Regions from separate parts of the Mus musculus genome. Here region 2 is linked to region 1. A link is a contact called in public promoter capture Hi-C data. All regions are on one chromosome and are shown on one strand. The core of a region is the stretch at or near the end of the contact, and the rest is flanking DNA. Distances in the headings are between cores, read along the strand shown.

What was found. Promoter capture Hi-C pulls out the DNA fragments that hold promoters and counts their contacts.
Region 2: a promoter capture Hi-C map of second pharyngeal arch cranial neural crest shows a contact between it and region 1. The contact joins the enhancer-like site here to the promoter of Tom1l1 in region 1. A contact is called at or near these places in 5 of 39 promoter capture datasets (cranial neural crest, frontonasal cranial neural crest, liver and 2 more) and 15 of 484 Hi-C or Micro-C datasets (B cells, the Ba/F3 cell line, the G1E-ER4 cell line and 11 more).

Annotation. Positions count from the first base shown.
Region 1 is chr11:90,684,282-90,689,541 of GRCm38.p6, reverse strand. Tom1l1 (target of myb1-like 1 (chicken)) reads left to right here and starts at 1,941. Exons shown (of 16, transcript NM_001357543.1): 1 at 1,941-2,029; 2 at 4,396-4,480. The coding sequence starts at 1,972.
Region 2 is chr11:93,816,449-93,821,708 of GRCm38.p6, reverse strand. No RefSeq gene overlaps it. Among named protein-coding and RNA genes, the nearest start is that of Gm35148, 11 kb to the right of the region's middle. Within about 2 kb of position 2,863, at least 14 of the 459 cell types and tissues checked have an H3K27ac peak or open chromatin away from gene starts, as enhancers often do. A contact at or near this core is called in cerebellum, cortical neurons and second pharyngeal arch cranial neural crest, where this site is marked.

The DNA.
Region 1 (5,260 bases), core at 692-3,191:
ACTGTGTGTTTAGAAGAATCTTTCTTTTCTGACCTCAACTTGGCTGTGACTTCTAACAGCCTTCTCCCAGACCGCAGTGACATTGACTGGGTTGATAATCACGCCTGTGGAAGAACAGGATCATGGAGAAAGTGACAGAGCGTAGAAAGACATGGCTACAGACATCACGACATCCTGAAGGACAGTGGCTGAGAGAGATCAGTCATCAGCCACTGTGCCCAGGACACACTCCTTGCTACTATTCTTCCTGCTCTCCCTCAATCTTGCCATGTAAGGAAATCAGGCAGAGGAAAACCAAAAGCCTAACCACCCTCTCGGTAGAAGCAGGGATAAATGATCTACGGGGATCCTGGGTTCCATCCAACTTCTCTTTCCTGACAGAAAGTCATCATCACTTCAGCTTAGGCAGAACTTGACCTTCTCCTCTCCACCTCCTTTTAAAAAAGATTTATTTATTTTATGTATATGAGTACACTTGTAGCTGTCTTCAGACACACCAGAAGATGGCATCAGATACCATTACAGATGGTTGGGAGCCACCATGTGGTTGCTGGGAATTGAACTCAGGACCTTTGGAAGAGGAGTCAGTGCTCTTAACTGCTAAGCCATCTCTCCAGCCTTTGACTTTCTTCTTAATGTTGCCCCATCACACACGGCAATGAAGGCAAAATGATTTGCTAGGGACAGACAGAGATCAGGCTGCTGAGAGAGCCAAAAGAGGTTTTCAACATCAGCTGTAAAGACTACTTGACTGCCACAGTGGAGAGATCGCACCACATGAAACAGCTAGTGAGCCTGATAGGCATGTCCTATTTCAGGTAGGACTGACCTCATCATAAGAAACACCATCATAACAAAAATGCCGTATTTTACATTGTAGGATCCCGATGTTAACTCACTCATGGAGGAGGACAAACAGGGGGAGGTGGAGGAAGATTCCGGATCAATACAACAAATGATAGCCACTTGGAGCATAATGTAATTGGTTTTGACATCTATGCTAAAATATGGAAGACCAAAAACATGAGTCAGGCCAGGTCCTCCTGCTCTTTCTAGTCACCATTTCGGGGTGGGGGGAATAAACCCACTATTAATGTGAAGCTCAGTCCCAGTTAGCTACAGGAAGCAAAATCTACCAGCAGAGTAGCCCATCGTCTCAGGAGGCATCCTACAGATCAGAAGCATGGGTATCTGATGTTAGCCGTGCCGCGGAAAAGGAAAAAGAAATCTTGGTTCAAATAGAAACAGAGAGGTTTGGTTTCTTAATGTGGATTTACATACCAAACATATTTCCTGCCAGAGCCCCAGGAAAGGCCCCTCTCTCCTTTCACCATAAGGCTGGAAAGCAGGGTTCCTAGGAGATAGAGCTAGAAGCCAAAAGCTTGTGTGGTGGCGCCTCGTGGTCCCTCTTGGAAACGGGTGAAAAACAAAGCCCGGGCTCAAGGGAGGTCTTGGCTCTCCTAGACAGCCCATCCTCCTCCCAGTTCCGTAGATTTAAAGGGTAGGGCGCAAAAATCGGTTCAGGGACCTCCGGAGTGGTGATAGGCGAAGTCTCATTGTTCTGGAGGTGTGTGACTTGAGAGGTCTATGTCCTTGTCTGAATAAACCTTAGCAATAACCCTCGAGTCTGTGTTAGCAACTAATCCCACACTGTCTAGTCTCCAAAGAGAGGGGAGCGGTCTTCAGCCCTGCGGTGGAGATGTTGGAGCTGGACTCTGAGTTCGCAGGCCCGGGGTGCGGAGTCACATCACTCCACCCGGGCTCCCAGCCCACCTAGAGTCACGAGGTGCGGGAAGCGCCAGGAGCACGCGGCAGGTGCGCCAAGTCCCCCGGGTCCCCGCCCTGCTCGCTGCCTGGCGCCTCTCCGCGGCAGCCAAGCGCTGGAGCGGAGAGGAGGAGCCTCGGGCACGGAGCGGGTGGAGTCGGAGGGCGGTGGAGGCGGATTTCCTGGGAGGGCTCTCTGGAGCTACCATGGCGTTTGGGAAGAGTCACCGCGATCCTTACGCTACCTCTGTGGGTCACCTCATAGGTAAGGAGGCGCAGGGAGTAACATCCCGGCTGGCTTGGGGAACCGTGGGAGCTTTGCCGGTTCCACTCCATTCTCGATTGGAGGGTGGGGGGCGAGTTGGACCAAGTCGGAGGAAATGCTACCCTCCCCCGCAGCTTTCCCACGCCACCTGCGTGCCACCTGCGGCCACTTTCCACCTTTCTGAGTTTGGCTCACTCATACCAGAACCTCTCCGAAAAAAATGCAAAGTTCAAAATGCTGGGCGAGTGGAGCAAGCAGGTGGCCCGCAGCACAGCACTGCGTGGAGTATTGGGACCGCTGGGAGGAGAAAGTGGAAACTTCTTGACCCGGGGAAGGTTCTTCATAAAGTGCGTCGTCCACTCTCAGCACCTTATTGTTATACCCATTTTACAGACCAGAAAGAGAGATCTGAGACGCTAATTGACGTGATCTCACCCTGAGAGGCAGGTTTCTCCAAACCAATTTTCTCCAGCGCACAGCCCAAGCGATGTGAGCCGGCCTTTTGCTTAAAGAGGGAGATTGGGAGAGGGGCCGTCTGCAGTCACTGAGGCTCTTAGACCACGCATCACCCTCCAATCCAGCCAGCCTGGTCCTTCCTTATCCCTTGTGTTTGTGTTCTGAATTACAGAGGTGGATGCAGAAGTCACTGACTACATACAATTGGCTTTTTGCCACCTCAGCTCCCTTCTTTACCCTGCCCCCTCCCTTGGGGACAGGGTGTGGCACCAGGGTGTATTAATGACAGGCAAACTGTTGGGAACTTGGTGGGGTGATGAAATCCTATGAACCTGGTAGTTCTAAGACTCAGTCTCAGAAAGTTTAGATTGGAAGTAAGTTAAACTAACTGCTGCGGGGATGGGCCGCACCTTTGAACTTAAACCTGAGTTTCCACATCTTTACAATACTGCAAGAGAGCTGCCCTCTAGGAAAAGCACTGTAACTGCCCATCTCCTTGCTGAATAGTATGTCTTAGAACGAGTTCCGAGCAGAAATGGATCCTCGCTGAAGCTTCGCAGGCAAAAGGCACTTCGGCAATGTCCGATTATCCCTTAGTTTTGAAAACATTTAGAACTACTAGCTGGATGCCTTCGGGAAGGCATAGTCCCATCCCCCAGGGAACTTACCTGGTGATAAGGAGAATGGCCATATTCTGCAGCATCCACTGTTAAGATACCCTTATAATACTGAAAGATACCACGTAGTTTGCAAACAAAACTTTAAAAAAGGGAGAAACGAACTCGGCCACAGCCTTTGAAGTGTGAATAAGAGTTCTCTAGGAATGAGCATGTTGAGAGAAAGAAGTATCCAGATGGAAGAACAATGTGTGCCTAGCGACACGAGCAAGATGGCCCAGCTTTGTCCATTTAGAACCCCATTAAAGCCACACACTATGGTTTGCACCGTACATGGGTATCTTTGTCATAGATGCCAATAAGCAGGCAGACAGTACAGTAATGTTTCTCAACCTGTGGGTTGAGACCCTTTGGGGAAGGGGTTCCAATGACCCTTTCACAGGGATCCCCTAAAACCGTGGGAAAACACTGATATCTACGTTGCAATCTATAACTAGCAAAATTGCAGTTGTGAAGTAGGCAGTGAAAACAATTTTATGGTTGGGGGTCACCATAACATAAGGAAGTGTACTAAAGAGTCAGAGCATTAGGAGGGTTGAGACCCACTGCGTTAGCGGTTTTCTGACCCTGGTCCTGTGTCCTTAATGAAGTCATCTAGAGAAGGAAATGTCAAGGGTGTGAGTATGTAAATCTGCCTGGTGTAAGTTTGATGCCGGAAGCCATCTTGCTCTGTAATTGTGCTAGCTCTGCCTTTTTTTTTTCCTCACACCCCTCCCGATACATACTTTAAAAATATAAATATCGCAAATACCCTTGATTTGAATGCAAGTTCCCCATCATACTTGATGTGTGACCTAGGTTAATCTCCTTACTCTCTCTGAATTTCTCTTTCATCATCTGTAACCATGGGTTAAAAGAGAATAGACTTAGTGATGTGCTGTTCACCTCGTCCGTGTCTGCCCAGTAAGGCACAGATCTCTAGTTCTGGCTTCTGAAAGCCACTGGAGGCTGGAGATTTGTTGCAGGCTTTCGTAGTGGCTCACTCATTGCTGTCGAAACAGCAGCACTCTGGCCTTGGCTTCTGATCGATTCCTGAGTTACTGAGAATTGTTCAGGAGGAGAGAAAAGAAATCACTTTACCCTTTGGTAGCATAAACTTAATGGTACTTGTTCGTGCACCCTGACCCCCAAGCAGATTATTTCAAGGACATGAGGTTCTGTTCTGTTTTGTTTTGTTTTGTTTTTTCTCTCCATTGTGGCTCAGACTCAACACGAGCAATTTTATCTTCACAGAAAAGGCCACTTTTGCTGGAGTTCTGACTGAAGACTGGGGCCAGTTCCTGCACATCTGTGACATAATTAACACCACACAGGACGGGTAAGGTTACCGTGGTATCTGTGCATTTCTGCCTGAAAAGATCCATCAGAACTGCAGCTCGGTTTCCATTGCCAAGGTTTGGGTGTTTTGGTTGACAGACCGCTTACTTCCTGCCTTGTGAGGATGGCAGGCCGACAGTGGGGACAACTTCCTCCTCCAGCATGCAGGGGACCCCAAGAGGTCATTAGAGCTTGTCGCCTTCTTTACCTTTTCTTTACTAATTTAAATTTTGTTGTTGTCTCACTTAAATTCATCATTTTGGAAAAAAAAATCTTTTAAAGAGAGGGATACATTGTTTCTTTCTTTAGAGCTTTCTCCTGCTCTGATTGCCAGTGTTTTATGTAACAGAAACACTATGCAGAAGCAGACTGGAGTGGCTTCCAGGGGTTGTTGTCCAGGCACGTGGTGACCGACCCTCATCTTGATTGTTCGAAACGACTGAGCAATCTTTTCTTTCCTTGTCAGGGGACAAGTATTTATCTGTTATCCTACCAGCGCACCCAAGTTCATACTGTGCTCATACAAGATGTGCTGGGTATTGATATATTATCTAAACTTGAAGCCACTAAATAACAAAAAGAAAAGAAAAACAAAGTCATTCAACAAGCACTGCAACTTTGATTTTAGTCAACTGTAGATTATGATAAAAAGCGAACTTGTACATTTCCCTGAACATTCTTAAAGGATAATTGGTAGAGCCAGATTTTGTCTAGAGTGTGCTGATGAAGAAAACATGGTAAAATGATTATTGGTTATATATTAATGGCAAGTGCCTATGGT
Region 2 (5,260 bases), core at 1,614-4,113, 3.1 Mb before region 1:
TTTAGTGTCATAGGTCCCAAAGCCACAGGCCAATGGCTTATGGTTGAAACTTTTGAAACTGAGCCAAAATAAACAGTTCCTCTTTGTAGGTTGATTAGCTTAGCAACAGAAAGCTGACTAACACAGCAGGGTTCTTGATGCTTTGGTAGGATTCCTTCTCTCTTCCCACTCCCATATATATGGGGATGCTACCTCATGTGTACACACACACACACACACACACACACACACACAGAGAGAGAGAGAGAGAGAGAGAGAGAGAGAGAGAGAGAGAGACACACACACACACAGACACACACACAGACACACACACACAGACACACACACACAGACACACACACACAGACACACACACACAGACACACACACACAGACACACAGACACACACACACAGACACACACACACACACACACACACACACACACACACACACACAGTATTTTGTTTACTCCTGGACTCAAAAGAACTTCCTTGCACACCATGCTTGACCATGCAGCATTTCAAGGTCCCGTGGGTTCTATGGGTTGGATTTGGTGAAGGGGTTAGACTTTAGGCATCTTTCTTCCCTTAGCTATAGGTCAAACTCCGTTAGCAATTGCAGCTTTGTCAGGGGGTCTACTTTCTGGGGACAATTGGGTATAAAACTGGCTGTTAATCAATGCTGTCTTCTAATTTTCACTGTGTTTGCTGTGGGCTGATCAGCCAGAGCAGAAGGGCTTGGAGTGGGCTTGCTTCCATGATAGGCACTTGTGGGAGATGCGGAACTTTGAGTCTGGGCATCTTGCCTTTTGGTCTGGTACCCTTCTTCCTCATTGCTCTCTCTTCCTCAAGTGGGCAGAATTTACCAGTTAGAACAATGCCTGGTACAAGAAGACATGGCTGGATGAATGCAATGATGAAGACACAGGGTTCTTGATTCAGGATGAAGAGAATGTTTACATTGTGTGTGTGTGTGTGTGTGTGTGTGTGTGTGTGTGTTTGTGTGTGTGTGTGTGTGTGTGTGTGTGTGTGGTGGGGGACAGGGAGAGGTAGTAGATGTCAGAAAACAACCTTAGGTTATTAGACTTTTTTTTTTTATTGATTCTTTGTGAACTTCACACTATGCACCCCAGCCCCACTAATTTCCCGGTCCCTCCATATCCACCTTCCACCCTTGCAACCTCCCTGCCCCCAAACCAAGACAAATAAACAAAAATAATCCCAAAATAAATCTTGATGTGGAAGCTATAGTATGCTACAATATATCTTTTTGGTCAATCATCTTTTTTTTTTAAGTTAATTATTTTATTACATCCCAAATATTGCCCCCCCTTGTGGTCCCCCTTGCAGAGTTCTTCCCTTCTTCTCTGAGAGAGTACCCTCCTCTCTTATCTTCCCACTCTGGGATATCAAGTCTCTACAGGATTAGGCACATCCTCTCCCACTGAGGCCAGACAAGGCAGTCCTCTGATACATTTGTGCCAGGGGCCTCAGACTGGTCTGTGTATGCCCTTTGGTTGGTAGCTCAGTCTCCTGGCACTCCCAGGGGTCTGTGTTAGTTGACACTGTTGGTCTTCCTGTGGGGTTGCCATCCCATTCACTTCCTATAATCCTTCCCCTGAGTCTACCATAGGCATTCCAGACTTCAGTGCAATGCTTACCTGTGAGTATCTGCATCTGTCTCAGTCAGCTGCTAGGTAGAGTCTCTCAGAGGACAGCCATGGTAGGCTCCTGTCTGCAAGCACGACATAGCATCAGTAATAGTGTCAGGGATTGGTGCTTGCCCATGGGATGGATCCCAAATTGGGCTGGTCACTGGTCAGCCATTCCTTCAGTCTCTGCTCCATTTTTATCCCTGCGATTGTTTTAGACAGGAGCAATTTTGGGTCGAAAGTTTTGTAGGTGGGTTGGTGTCTCCATCCCTCCATTCAGGGTCCTGTCTGGCTATGAGAGGTGGTCTCTTCAGGCTTCATATCTCCCCTGTTGGGCATTTTGGCAAAGGTCACCCACATTGAGTCCTGGGAGCCTCCCCCATCCCAGGTCTCTGGTATTTCCTAGAGATCCCTCACACCCCTGGAAGCTACATATTTCCATTCATTCTTTTGGCCCTTTGGGCCTTTCTCCTGTCTCTCCCCATATCTGACCGGGGTCCTCTATTTCCTTCTTCCTCCCTTCTACCACCCAGGTCCCTTCCTCCATCTGCCTCCCATGGTATTTCGTTTCCTCTTTTAAATGGGATTTAAGCATTCTCCTGACTTTAGCCTTTCTTCTTGTTTAACTTCTTTGCCCAAATAGCTTTACTTGCAGATGCTCCTTGCAATGAGTCATGGTCTCATTGCAATGTCTGGTTTAAGACCCCTGGCTTCTGCTGCACCATCAATACTGGGTCCTCACCAGGACTCCTCCCAGGTATCCTGTTATTGCCCCGTGTCATGGAGATCCTGTGACTTTGGATCTGCAGGACTGGCCCCTTCACACACTCCAGCAGTTCATAGATGGGGTAGATGGTGGGGTGGGCCAACTTAGAGCCTGGATCTGGGCCTGGATGGTAGCTGAACTGTTTAGCCTGCCAGCTCTCCTGCCCTTACACTCTGGAGGCCAGCTCACCCTCATTCCTATCACCACAGCCATCTCTACTGTGCTGCCCAGGCAAGGTTTGGGGTCTGTACTTCCTAGTGCTGCAGCTGGTGAGGGGTGGGGCCACCCCTCCTGGCTGCTTGCCAGAAGTAGGGGTTAGGGTTGGCGGGGGTGGGGGGGTGTGGGGGGACGGGGGGCATCTCTCCCTGGCCTTTTTAATGTTGGTTCTGGTGACTGGCCTCAGATCACCACGAGTGCAAGGGGAGCATTTTACTGACTGAACCATCTTCTTAGCCTCTTCCCACACATAACTTCTCTTTACATCTCCCCACTTTGATCTGGAGAGAGGGCTGGCATGATGCTTCACTCACTGGGTAATTACTCTCTGAGTGTTACCTGTTTTCGCCTCATACCAAAGGAAAACAAACAAAAAAACCAAAGCCCCAAACTTCAAGCACAAAGAATCTGCCCCCTGGGGAGGACAACAGAATCCAACTGACACATGGCACTGGCACCTTGGCAACGGCACCAGCACCGGCAACCTGCACCGGCACTGGCACTGGCCCCCACCCAGGTCCTACGGGAGTACTGTGCCAGATTTTTGAGATGTGGCAATTCCCATCTGGAGGCCACCTGGTTATGGTAACTTTCCCCTGCCGACCACATAGCTCGGGCTGGATGCTCTCAATCCATACGTCTGGAACGCCACAGGCGCTGGCTGATATCTATAAATAGGAAGGAAGCCGTAAATGAGAGCTCATTAAGCTCTTACTGACTGCTGAAAAGTAAGTTAGAAAAAAAAATAAACAGAGCTGAACATTTGTGTAAACCTCAATCTTTTTGATGTTTTTTCAATTAGCAGAGTCATTTTTCATGAGAAAAATTAATGGCTGTCATGTGCCACCTGGCTAGAGAACCAAGTGACACATTTGTTTTAATGACCACTGTCACATCGCTGGATTTAGTTGTAAGCCATCTGGGCTGGGAGGAGTCGGCAAAGAGACTGGGCTCTTTGGGGGGTGGAGGTGGGGCTGTGTTGTATGCCAGGCACCTTGCTAGGATCACAACACACTTTATCCCCTGAGATTCCTCTGTGGGACTACGATTTCTCTCATTTTGTCAGTGAGGCTCGGAGAGGTGATGAAGCTCCCCCCAAAGTCATACAAGAGAGGCACAGGGAAGGCGATTCTCTTTATTATGACTACGCCCCAACACCACACAACACAGAGGGAGAAAGACTTGTCAGGAAGGTGGGAGTTGTCTGAAAACCTCTGACAGGCAGCCTATAACTGAAGTGGGTCTGGAAGGACATGGTAGGGGTTCGAGTGGGCAGATTCCAGCAAGAGCCACCCTGGCCCAGTGTTGCTTGGAATTCTGTTGCTGGAGATCTTTCTTGGGATAACAGAACATCTGTCATTAAGGTAAAGTTTGGAGCTGGGCTTTGGTCTCAGAGACTACCAGCGTAAGTAAGGACCCAAGCCACGGGGAGTCTCAATATAGAGGAGGTGGGTTATGAACAGCTCTGCCTCGGGCAGGCAGAGCAGGGGCTCCGTGACCTGGGCAGGATTCGTTGCAGCCCCGGGCTCCTTGAAAGAGTTTTGCTGATTGGTTTGAACTTTACCTTGAACCCGGGAGTCGGCGGAGGTGCTGAGGTTTCTCGTAGGTCCCTCTTTTCATTTTATTTCCTCTCCTATTTCTCATTACTAAAGCTCATAATTATCCTCTTGGCCCTTTTGGACGCAGGTGACTGCTATGCTCAGTCTTCCGGCAGCTTGAACACTCTTCCCTGCACACCCCACTAGGCTATCAGGAACCACGCTCTTCTTCCTGCCTGTGTTTGCTCAAGGGCTGACCTCACAGTTGAAACCAGTCTCTGTACCTGTCACTTCTCTCCTTACAGCATTCTTTGTTACCGGTTCATCCGCCCACCGATTAGCCTGTTTATCCGACTACCCATCTATACCTTCATGAACAGCTCATCTCTGAGCTGGTAACGATGCTTAGCTAAGAGACGATCCCTGGAGGCCACCCCGGCTTTGCTGCAGTGATAGACAGTAGGGAGAGAGAAACAGAAGATGAAAATGCCATCAGTCTTAAACCTTGTTATCCTTTCTTCCTCTTCTTTGTGGGGGAGTCAGAGCAGGAAAGTCAGGGTTATGCGATGGACTTTGTATCTAGAGGTCAAGCTTCTACAAATGAAGGAAAGGTGGCCACCCAAGGTGATGTCCCCTGTCATTGCCCTCTCCTGATACCCACAAGGCAGGTCCCTGGGACTTGGGCTTTGGATGCCTGCAGCAGGGAAGTTAAGTGACCCACATTCTGCTCTAGAGCTGACTTCTCAGGGAGGGAAGAGGGATAAACATCTTGGTGCCTTGTCTGAGTCTGTTTCCCTAGCTTTGTTCCCAGGCTAGCAATTCTTAATTCTGTTGGCTACTAGAATCACTGGGGAGTTTTTTTTTTTTTTAATTTAATTACATATATTTTTAGTTATTCACTTTACATCCTGATCACTGCCCCCCTCCTGGTCACCCTATCCCACAGTCCTTCCCCCCTCCCCTCCCCTTCTCCTCTGAGCATATGGGGGCCTCCCTGGATATTGCCCCCACCCTGGCACTTCATTCAAGTCTCTGTGAGGCTAGGTGCTTCCTCTCCCACTGTGGCCAGAAAAGGCAGCGCAGCTAGTAGAACATATTCCATATACA